Regions from separate parts of the Gossypium hirsutum genome. Here regions 1 and 3 are each linked to region 2. A link is a contact called in public Hi-C data. All regions are on one chromosome and are shown on one strand. Each heading gives the region's core, a stretch centred on a gene start, on an enhancer-like site or on the middle of the called end of the contact. The rest is flanking DNA. Distances are from core to core; before and after follow the strand shown.

What was found. Hi-C and Micro-C count contacts between places; a contact is called where the count stands out from the background.
Region 1: a contact with region 2 is called in a Hi-C map of leaf, with 2.0 times the contacts expected there. The contact joins the promoter of LOC107910625 here to the enhancer-like site in region 2. A contact is called at or near these places in 2 of 34 Hi-C or Micro-C datasets (hypocotyl and leaf).
Region 3: a contact with region 2 is called in a Hi-C map of leaf, with 1.7 times the contacts expected there. The contact joins the promoter of LOC107918301 here to the enhancer-like site in region 2. A contact is called at or near these places in 2 of 34 Hi-C or Micro-C datasets (both in leaf).

The regions. Positions count from the first base shown.
Region 1 is chrD08:47,275,921-47,278,835 of Gossypium_hirsutum_v2.1, forward strand. It overlaps LOC107910625 (GDSL esterase/lipase At3g62280), which reads left to right and starts at 1,651. Exons shown (of 5, transcript XM_016838537.2): 1 at 1,651-2,336; 2 at 2,491-2,676; 3 at 2,789-2,915. The coding sequence starts at 2,093.
Region 2 is chrD08:47,636,158-47,639,033 of Gossypium_hirsutum_v2.1, forward strand. It overlaps the pseudogene LOC107910587. Among protein-coding and RNA genes, the nearest start is that of LOC121220348, 9.9 kb to the right of the region's middle. Within about 2 kb of position 1,259, at least 6 of the 9 cell types and tissues checked have an H3K27ac peak or open chromatin away from gene starts, as enhancers often do. A contact at or near this core is called in hypocotyl and leaf, where this site is marked.
Region 3 is chrD08:47,140,878-47,143,577 of Gossypium_hirsutum_v2.1, forward strand. It overlaps LOC107918301 (Golgi apparatus membrane protein-like protein ECHIDNA), which reads right to left and starts at 1,281. Exons shown (of 6, transcript XM_016847831.2): 1 at 1,163-1,281; 2 at 981-1,037; 3 at 691-894; 4 at 542-601; 5 at 294-420. The coding sequence starts at 1,177.

The sequences.
Region 1 (2,915 bases), core at 401-2,900, 360 kb before region 2:
GTTAAATCTAACAATCGAGAATTGCTCTTTAATCAAAAATAAAATGAAAAAGCTTGTTGTTGGGAATTTAATATGTTGTGTCCTAACGCATTGGATGTGACATACTGATTTCTCGAGACAAGAATTTTTTTAAAAAATGTATATATATTAATAAAGGAAATATTCAATGTTTGGGATGTTGAGAAATTGTGCCCTAACGTATTGGGTTGCGGTTTCGTCATAAATCTTAAACAATTGGATATTCTTTTAAATTTTATCACACAAATCTTTTGGACAAACTCATCCTGAAAAATAAAATATCGTGCCTTAACGTATTGGGTGTGATGTTTTCTGTTTCAAAATGAGGAGTCTTAATAAATAATTTAATTTAATTAAGGATCACATTTTTTTAACTCTCGACTTTAAGACATTAATTAATCAATTTGGTATCAATTTTTGAGCGTTACGAGGGTACTAATCCTTCCTCGTACGTAACTGACTCCCGAATCTGTTTTTCTGAAATTTGTAGACCAAAGTCGTTTTTTAAGTGATCCAATCACACCTTAATAAAAGATTAGTGGCGACTCCTAATTTTTATTGACACCTAATTTTTTGTTTTTTCCAAAATAAAAATGGTTTCGACACACACTATGAGGAAGATATTGAACAAAAAATTGTCACCCTATTATGTGGAAGCTGAGGTGGGAAAGGTTGCTTACAGACTGTCTTTAGTGAGGGATCTCGAATTCATCCTACATTTCATATGTCCCAACTTAAGAAGCACACTGGCAAGGCTCCCAGTCACCCTAGTTTGCCGTTCGTAGGGACTAATGGGGCCCTTCTCAAGGTACCGGTTCGCGTCATAGAGAGGTATAAAAGGGAACCATACTGCTACAAGGATCTGGTTAAAGGGGGGAGTAATTGTTATGGAAGAAAATACCAGCGGTCAAGCCAGTTTTGAATTTTTGTTATTGTTTGTTTAGTTGTATTGTAAATGCAACCTTTTGCTTCAAGAAACTTTAATGAAATGGTGGGTTTTGAGGCAACTGTTAGTTAGCAACTTGCCAATTTGTTTCAGGAGTTGTTACCCTTCCTCTTAAGCACCATTCATGGGAGGAAGGCAGTTATGTATTTTCAGAATCTGTTTTGTTCATCTCTCATCTCTCTTGATTTTCTTTTCTTCTTTTCTCTTCTCCGATGATATTTTTTTGTTCAAATTTTCTCCTATTAGAATTCTGAACATCCGAGACAGATGCCACTATAGAACCGACGAACATAATCAGGAGTTTACTTTTGCAACTGTAGAAATGAGAAGAATAGCAAGCAGTTTAATTTTGCAATGGCAGCCATGTTTGTCTTGTGTTTGAAGAACAAGAACATTGGGCAGAACCTCGCGCTTAACTTTTCATCATATAGAGTTTTATATAAACGGGCTACTAACCTATATCAAGAAAGAAAAAAAAACCCAAAAGGAGAGAGTGTTGGGGCTGACGATGAACCCATGTTTTGAATCAAGTGGATGGCTAGATATATCCAAATCTAGACTACCAAATAAACTAGACGGCCCAAGATTTAGTCCTTGTTTTTCGAGGAAATTCAGGTTTTGTCTATGCCTAACAGTAATAGGACCAAGAAAATTGTGCTATTTGGTTACCTTCAAGTTGAAAACTTTGCGGTTGAAAGCTGCAATACTGGGCATTGCCTCAAAATCATGTAAATGCTAGCGCGCTTGACAAGCATGGCTGCCTTCTTCAACCTTTCAATCATGCTACAAAAACATTTGATGCATTGATACCACTTTTGTCTTATGTATGGGAATGTATGGTGTTGATAAACTGTTTTTGCTTCACAGGTTTTCAGAGTCCATTAAGGTTGAGAGTGGGCTAAATACATAAGAGTTTGTTCAATTCTTTCCATGTGAAGTGAATCACATGGGAACCGTTGGATAGAAACCATTTCTTTATTAAACAATTTCCATTTGCAAATTTATTTGACTTTCTGAACTCATGGATCGATTTACACAATCCAGACAGGAAGTCAATGCCTGCCAAATGTAGTCTTTTTATAGTGAATCTACCATCTGCTCTCAAAATCAAAAAACCCCCCTTAAGAAATGGATAATGGAGGGTTCTCTAAGGATTTGATATTGCTTCTTTGGATTTGGGTTTTCCTTGCTATGATTGATGTTTCAAAGTGCAGCCTTGGTAGACCACTTATTATCAATTTCGGTGATTCAAATTCGGATACCGGAGGACTAGCCGGCACCGGACTTCCCATCGGCCTTCCTCACGGCATCACTTTTTTCCATAGAGGCACTGGACGATTAGGGGATGGACGTCTCATTATTGACTTCTTCTGTAAGTCCAATTTCTCCTCAACCATTCTTAATACCTTATTTTCTTCAAAGAAATTGATTTGGTAGGCGATGGAAGTTAGGAGACAATAAGCTATATGTTGCATGCATTAATTTGAGCCTTTTGATAATCCAAGTTTGTGGCTCTATGTTGGTAGGTGAACACTTGAACTTGAGTTATTTGAGCCCATATTTAGACTCATTGGCTCCAAACTTCCCTAGTGGAGTGAACTTTGCTGTATCTGGTGCAATGACCCTGCCGCAGTTTGTCCCCTTTGTTCTTGATGTTCAAGTTCGCCAATTCATTCGCTTTAAAAACAGATCAATTGAACTCCAAAAAACAGGTAACGTGCGCTTGAAAACTGCTTTTAAAAGATACTTAGTGGTCGGATTCCTGGTTTGGCGACAAAAGATCAATCGTCCTCAAAACACATTTTGCTTTATATATATACTCAGGTACAGGAAGTTTCATAGATGAAAAGGGGTTCCGCAGCGCTGTATACATGATCGACATTGGACAAAATGATCTGTTAATGGCATTGTATGCATCAAACTTGACATATGAACCAGTAGCCAAACAGAT
Region 2 (2,876 bases), core at 9-2,508:
GCGATTTTCTAAGAGCTGTGGAAGAGTTAGTTTCCCAGAGTTATTTGTGTCCAGCTTGCTGAACTGATCACATATCTGCAATATATCTTTCTCCCCAATCTTCCCCATCTCTTTCAGCTTGTAAATGACATACTCCGATTTACTGCAACCACAATTTTCAAGAAAAAATAGAGATTAATTGTCATATATTCATAGAAAAATAGCTAAAAAGGATTGAAACCCAACCTGATGAAGCCATCGTTATTGATGTCAGCAGCTAGTAAATCCTGAATAGTGATATCTCTATGCAACACCCACTTGGCAATCCTCCTATGCCGCTTATCAACCCTAGCTTCAGCCAAATACAAAAAGGCTCTAGCCACAGCCAGCGTTGAAATCAATAGCCAAACACCCGCAAACAACCTTCCAGGCAGGGTCTTAAATGCCCTATCCCGTACCCAACCGTAGTAACAGACATAACCGACAAGTAAACCGAGTCGATCCAGTCCAAGTTCTCCAAGAAATACAACATCAAGGTTCCAATTCCAACGCACAGCACCACGACCCCAAGTGCTAACCCAACTTTAAGCCTTATCCTCATCCTTCCTTTATCTACATCAACGATGTAGTTCCTAGCTGAAAACCCTTGTTGCGATTTCTTGATGTGGATACCAGTCAAAATCATGTTCTCTTGCAATTCCAGGACATAACTTACAACCCCACTCAACAATATGTCTATGAAACCAAAACCAACCAACACAAAAACACAAGCGAAGATCTTGGTAGCTGGGGTTAAAGGGGTTATATCACCGTAGCCGATGGTACACATGGTGACTATACAGAAGTAAAGAGCATCAACAACTGGGTGAGTCTCGATACCCGAGAATTCATCTCTGTTGAAAGAGTAAATAGCCACACCGAGCAACAAGTAAAGGGATAGCAAGAAAAAAGCTTGCCTGATAATGGTGCTGGATTCGGATTTTGGTTTAGGCAGTTGGGGTGTTTTAGGCTTCCGGTCACGCATGACAGCCATGGCTGGAGCCGTTTTACATCGATGGAGAGAACCATGCTTCTTTGAAGGGGGTTGAATTTGTGAGTTGTCTTGGATTTCTGATGGTGTGCCATGATGGTCGTCTTCAACAGTGGGTCGAAGTTGAGGTTTTGATTGGAGGGAGAGAAAAGGCTCATTTTCCATCTCAGAGACAGTGGTCTGAGATTGTGGGGGTGGTTGAGGGACAGTTGATTTCTAAGTGCTGTGGGGTAGTTTTGTTTGAAGGTCGTCCAATCTTTTAGCTTAATGGGACCAATGTTTGCCATTTGTGACGATTAGGTTGAACAAGCATGAACCAGCATGTTCCTTCTCTTTCCAACCAATCATTGCATGCCCATAGCTACTGCTGCTTAAAAAAAATATTACTTTTATACCAACAAAATTACTTTACTACTAATCATATAAACTATGCACGTCCCCTATAATTAGGATCATCATTGTTCATACTAAAATAATTGGTTACCTCACATCAGTTGATTTGTTTTTTATTCCGATTGGTTATTTTTTAATTTAAATATTAATATTTAGATTCAATGATATTGAAGTTTTGAAAATCGAAATTTTAAGATTTGAGTTACTTTCATATAAATTATATATAAGTTATTTGGGAAATGTTTTGATCCAGCATGAATAGTTGCCACGAAGCACTTCAGTTTGATTACGACTTCAACACAGGCCATGTGTTTCAAGTTGCAGTTGTGCTTCATTCCTACTAGAAGCTTGCTTAGCTCAATGTCATTTTGAACGTAGAGGTTGACTAGGACTTCGTGCTTCTAATTTGCTGCTAAAAAAATAAGAGCTTCCCATAGGATATGAAGTTTACAGAACCTCCTGTGGATGCACCCCATGGTATTGTAGAATGGCTCCATATAATTAGGTTAACCTGCACTATCTGTAACAAAGATGGCATTTCAAGCAATGGAGATGCTGTGCTGACCTGATTACTGATGCCTATATTCCTCTCTTGCATTACCATAGCTTGTAGGAGTTGGTTATCTAGAAAAGCTTGGATGTATAGTTTACTCATGATTTAGTCACTAATAATATAGTTTATTTTAATCCTATTATTTAAAACAAAATTAATGCATGTATGTACCAAAAAAGCCGACTCACATATAGAATAATAATCCATAATATATCATAAACGCAACTTCCATTGGGCAAACTTCTTCCAAATTGAACTTCAAAGCCATTAATAAAGTTTGGTGTAGTATTTAAATGTAATTTTTTTATTCTACAAACAACTTTCAAAAATTGTTGTGTTTTTTTAATATTTTATTATGCACCTATAAAACATTTGCCTATCTCTGATATTACTTATGAAGTCTAAAAACTCTACTAATAGTGTATCAAATATTATTCTTATAAAAATATGTTGTGTTACGAAATACAAAGGTTAATGTAATTAAAACCTTGATGATATGCATTTTCTAATTTATACTAATTTTTTATTTCTCTTAAAATTTTTAAGATCCATTAAACCAAATACTCTTAAACTATTACCTAAATTTTAAATTAGTCTCTAAATTTCAAGATGCTCTAATTAAACTTTCAAAATATCAATATTATAACAACCAATACATTACATTAGCCTTTTTGAGGGGAGGTCAACTCCATATGGAGAATTCTGTAATGTGTTGTTCGTCGAGAGTTGGCAAACCCCTCAACAAATCAGTGTTGTCCCTGATGATGATTTTGTCTCTTGACTTTAATAAGAGCTTGAGTGCTTGAAGAGAGTCCGAGGAGACATGGTTTCAAATCCCCACCAAGTTTTAAATATTGAGATTTTTTTAGTGGGTGACCATGTAGGCCCTTCTCAAACACCTGACAAGTCATTTTCACTCTA
Region 3 (2,700 bases), core at 31-2,530, 500 kb before region 2:
GCAGACCCATTCATGCACTCAGGGCTGTTAGACAGCTAGAGATAACTATAGTTTATAATGGTTTGCATTCAAACAATAACACAAATTGTTGGATGGCATGTTGTAGCTTATTTCATTAACAAAAAACTTTGACTAGATATGCTTCAAGAGCCTTGCAAAATCCACCTAAACCAAGCTAATGACATGGACTGCCATGGTGTGTGATCTAAATATATCACCCTTTAGCTTTTTTTTCGACACGATTTATCGTCCTACAAGAATTACTATAAATCTGAAACGGCGGAATCTCATACCTTTACGACATTTGGTGAATCCGATGATATTGGCAATGGCAAGGCTCAAACAAACTCCCACAACTAGGAGATAATCAACTTCAAGTCTAACCAATGAAAATATCCCAAAGATGGTCCAAGCAACTGCCTGAATAGAAAAAAAAGGACGAGAAAGTAAGAAATGTTAAAACTTGAAAGCATATCAGAGTGAAAGCATTGCAAATTCATCAGCAAGTGACTTCCAATCCATTGTCGCAATAATTACTTACATTAAGATACAATGTCCACCAAAATAACCAAGAATCCTTTTGGTTAATACGAGCTAAGGACTGCATAGAGGGGGGGGGGTTAAAAACAATGTCAAACAATGGAATTTGCAAATGAAGAGATCGGGGTAACCAAAATGTAAAGGACAAACCTCGTGGTCAAGGCACTCAAATCTCCATATGCTCTCACCTTGCTCATTTATTTCATTCCACCACCTAAGCCCCACCAAGATACGGCCGCTAACATTCTTGACCACCCAAAAATCAAGTGCAGCAAGCACGACGGTGATCACAAAGATGATAACAAAACTATCCGCAAACAGCGTTGAAAGCATGTAAAATGCCAAAGCCGAGGCCTGTCCGAAAAGACACTATACATCAACCAGGGGGAAATGAAATCATGCAATTCTCGAAACCAGCACAAAATTATCACAGCAATCACCTTGAAGAGGACGTGAAAGAAGCATGTTTTGGGATTGGCATAGTTTTCTTCTACGGGCTGTCATGTAATAGATGAAAAACATATACGTAAATAACAAGAAACCCGAATCTAAAATGTTATGATCTGAGAAATTAGATGGCATGAAAGTCTTTTTAAGTTTGGGTTTAGGGGGGGAATTTTACCTGGCTTAGATCCATGAATGAGATGAATATTCAAATGTAAACTGTAATAGTCCTTTTCTTTTGTATGGATTATAGACAAATTCAGAGATTTTGATAGAACAAGTTTGTAGGGAAGGGGGGTGGGTCTGTGCTTTGGCTCATTTCGCTCCTATAAAATTTCCCTCGTTCTCGCACGAAACGTTGTTTATTTTTCAACAAAGTGGACCTTTGGGAGAGGGGGGGGGGGCACGGGGGTTTGAGACAGTCACTTTGTTCATTGGACTGAGTCGAGTAGCGATTTAGATAGCGCGAAATTGGTTCTGAATTGGGTCTAACTTTTTGGCACCAGATAAATGCAGGCCTGCCTATGTCCGTAAGGATGGGGCTTTTACTAATCAGCTTTGCATTAAATTATACAGAGTTCAGTTCAGGTATAAATCGAATCATAATCATAACAGTCTAACTTATAATTTGGGGCTTATTTTTCTTTTGTCAAATAACTTAATTATTTAGTGGAGGAGATCTTTGGTTTAATAATAATTTGGGTTTAATTATTTGTGAGTTTGGTCCTATTTATGCTATTGAGTTTGTCATATTGACATTTCGGTCCATATTTATTTCGTTGAATTGACAGTTGAGTTTTATAATTGAATTTGAGTGCAATTATTTGTAAATATTTGTATGATATGACTAGTGTAATTGGTGCACTTCAATTATTTGCACCAATTTTTATAAGCAGCGTTTTAAAAGTCACCTAGTAATTGAGATTGAGTGTATTTATTTATAATTACACATGTGCGGCATGTTTGAGTAATCATTATAATTAGTGGATCTCACAAAATTAAGTGTAATTGGAGCACCCTAATTACATTATACAATTCTTAGGAGTAGGTTGGTATGGTGAGTGATAATGTGCCCAATTGACATATTTATGGTGCTTAATTTTGATAAATTCTTAAATGAGGTGCTACTAATTTTGGGTTTATTATTTAATTTTTGATTAGGTGCAAAAACAAACCAAAAAATTCAATTGGGTTGTTGTAAAAGTTTTGGATAAAAAAAATTGATAGATAATGATCTATTTTGAAAACTTTTATCTTGAGATTTATTTGTAAAAAACATCTAATTTTTCATTAGAACAATATTTTGATTTTTTAGTATTTTATCTTTAGAATAATTTTTTGATTTTTTAGTATTTTATTTTTTTATCTTTAATATTAGATTAAATTAAAGAATTCAAATAGGATTAAGTACATATATGTGCATCGGAGGGTGCGCCCCTGTGCTTGGAATTTCCATTTGAACTGAAGTTTCAGTTCCTTTCTTTTTCATTTTTGTTCTTTATTCTTGTCCGCGCCATATTGTGTCAAGTCCCTTTCAATTTCTTTTTTTCCCTTTATTTTTAATTAATCTTTATTATACCTCTAATATAAATTTACTATCTTGATGTTATGAGTATGAAACATATGAAGTTAGTTGGTTAAGGTAGTTATCTAGTTGTTAGACTAGCTTGTTATTTATGGTATTTTTGGTATGTAAGCATGGCTACATTAAATAGC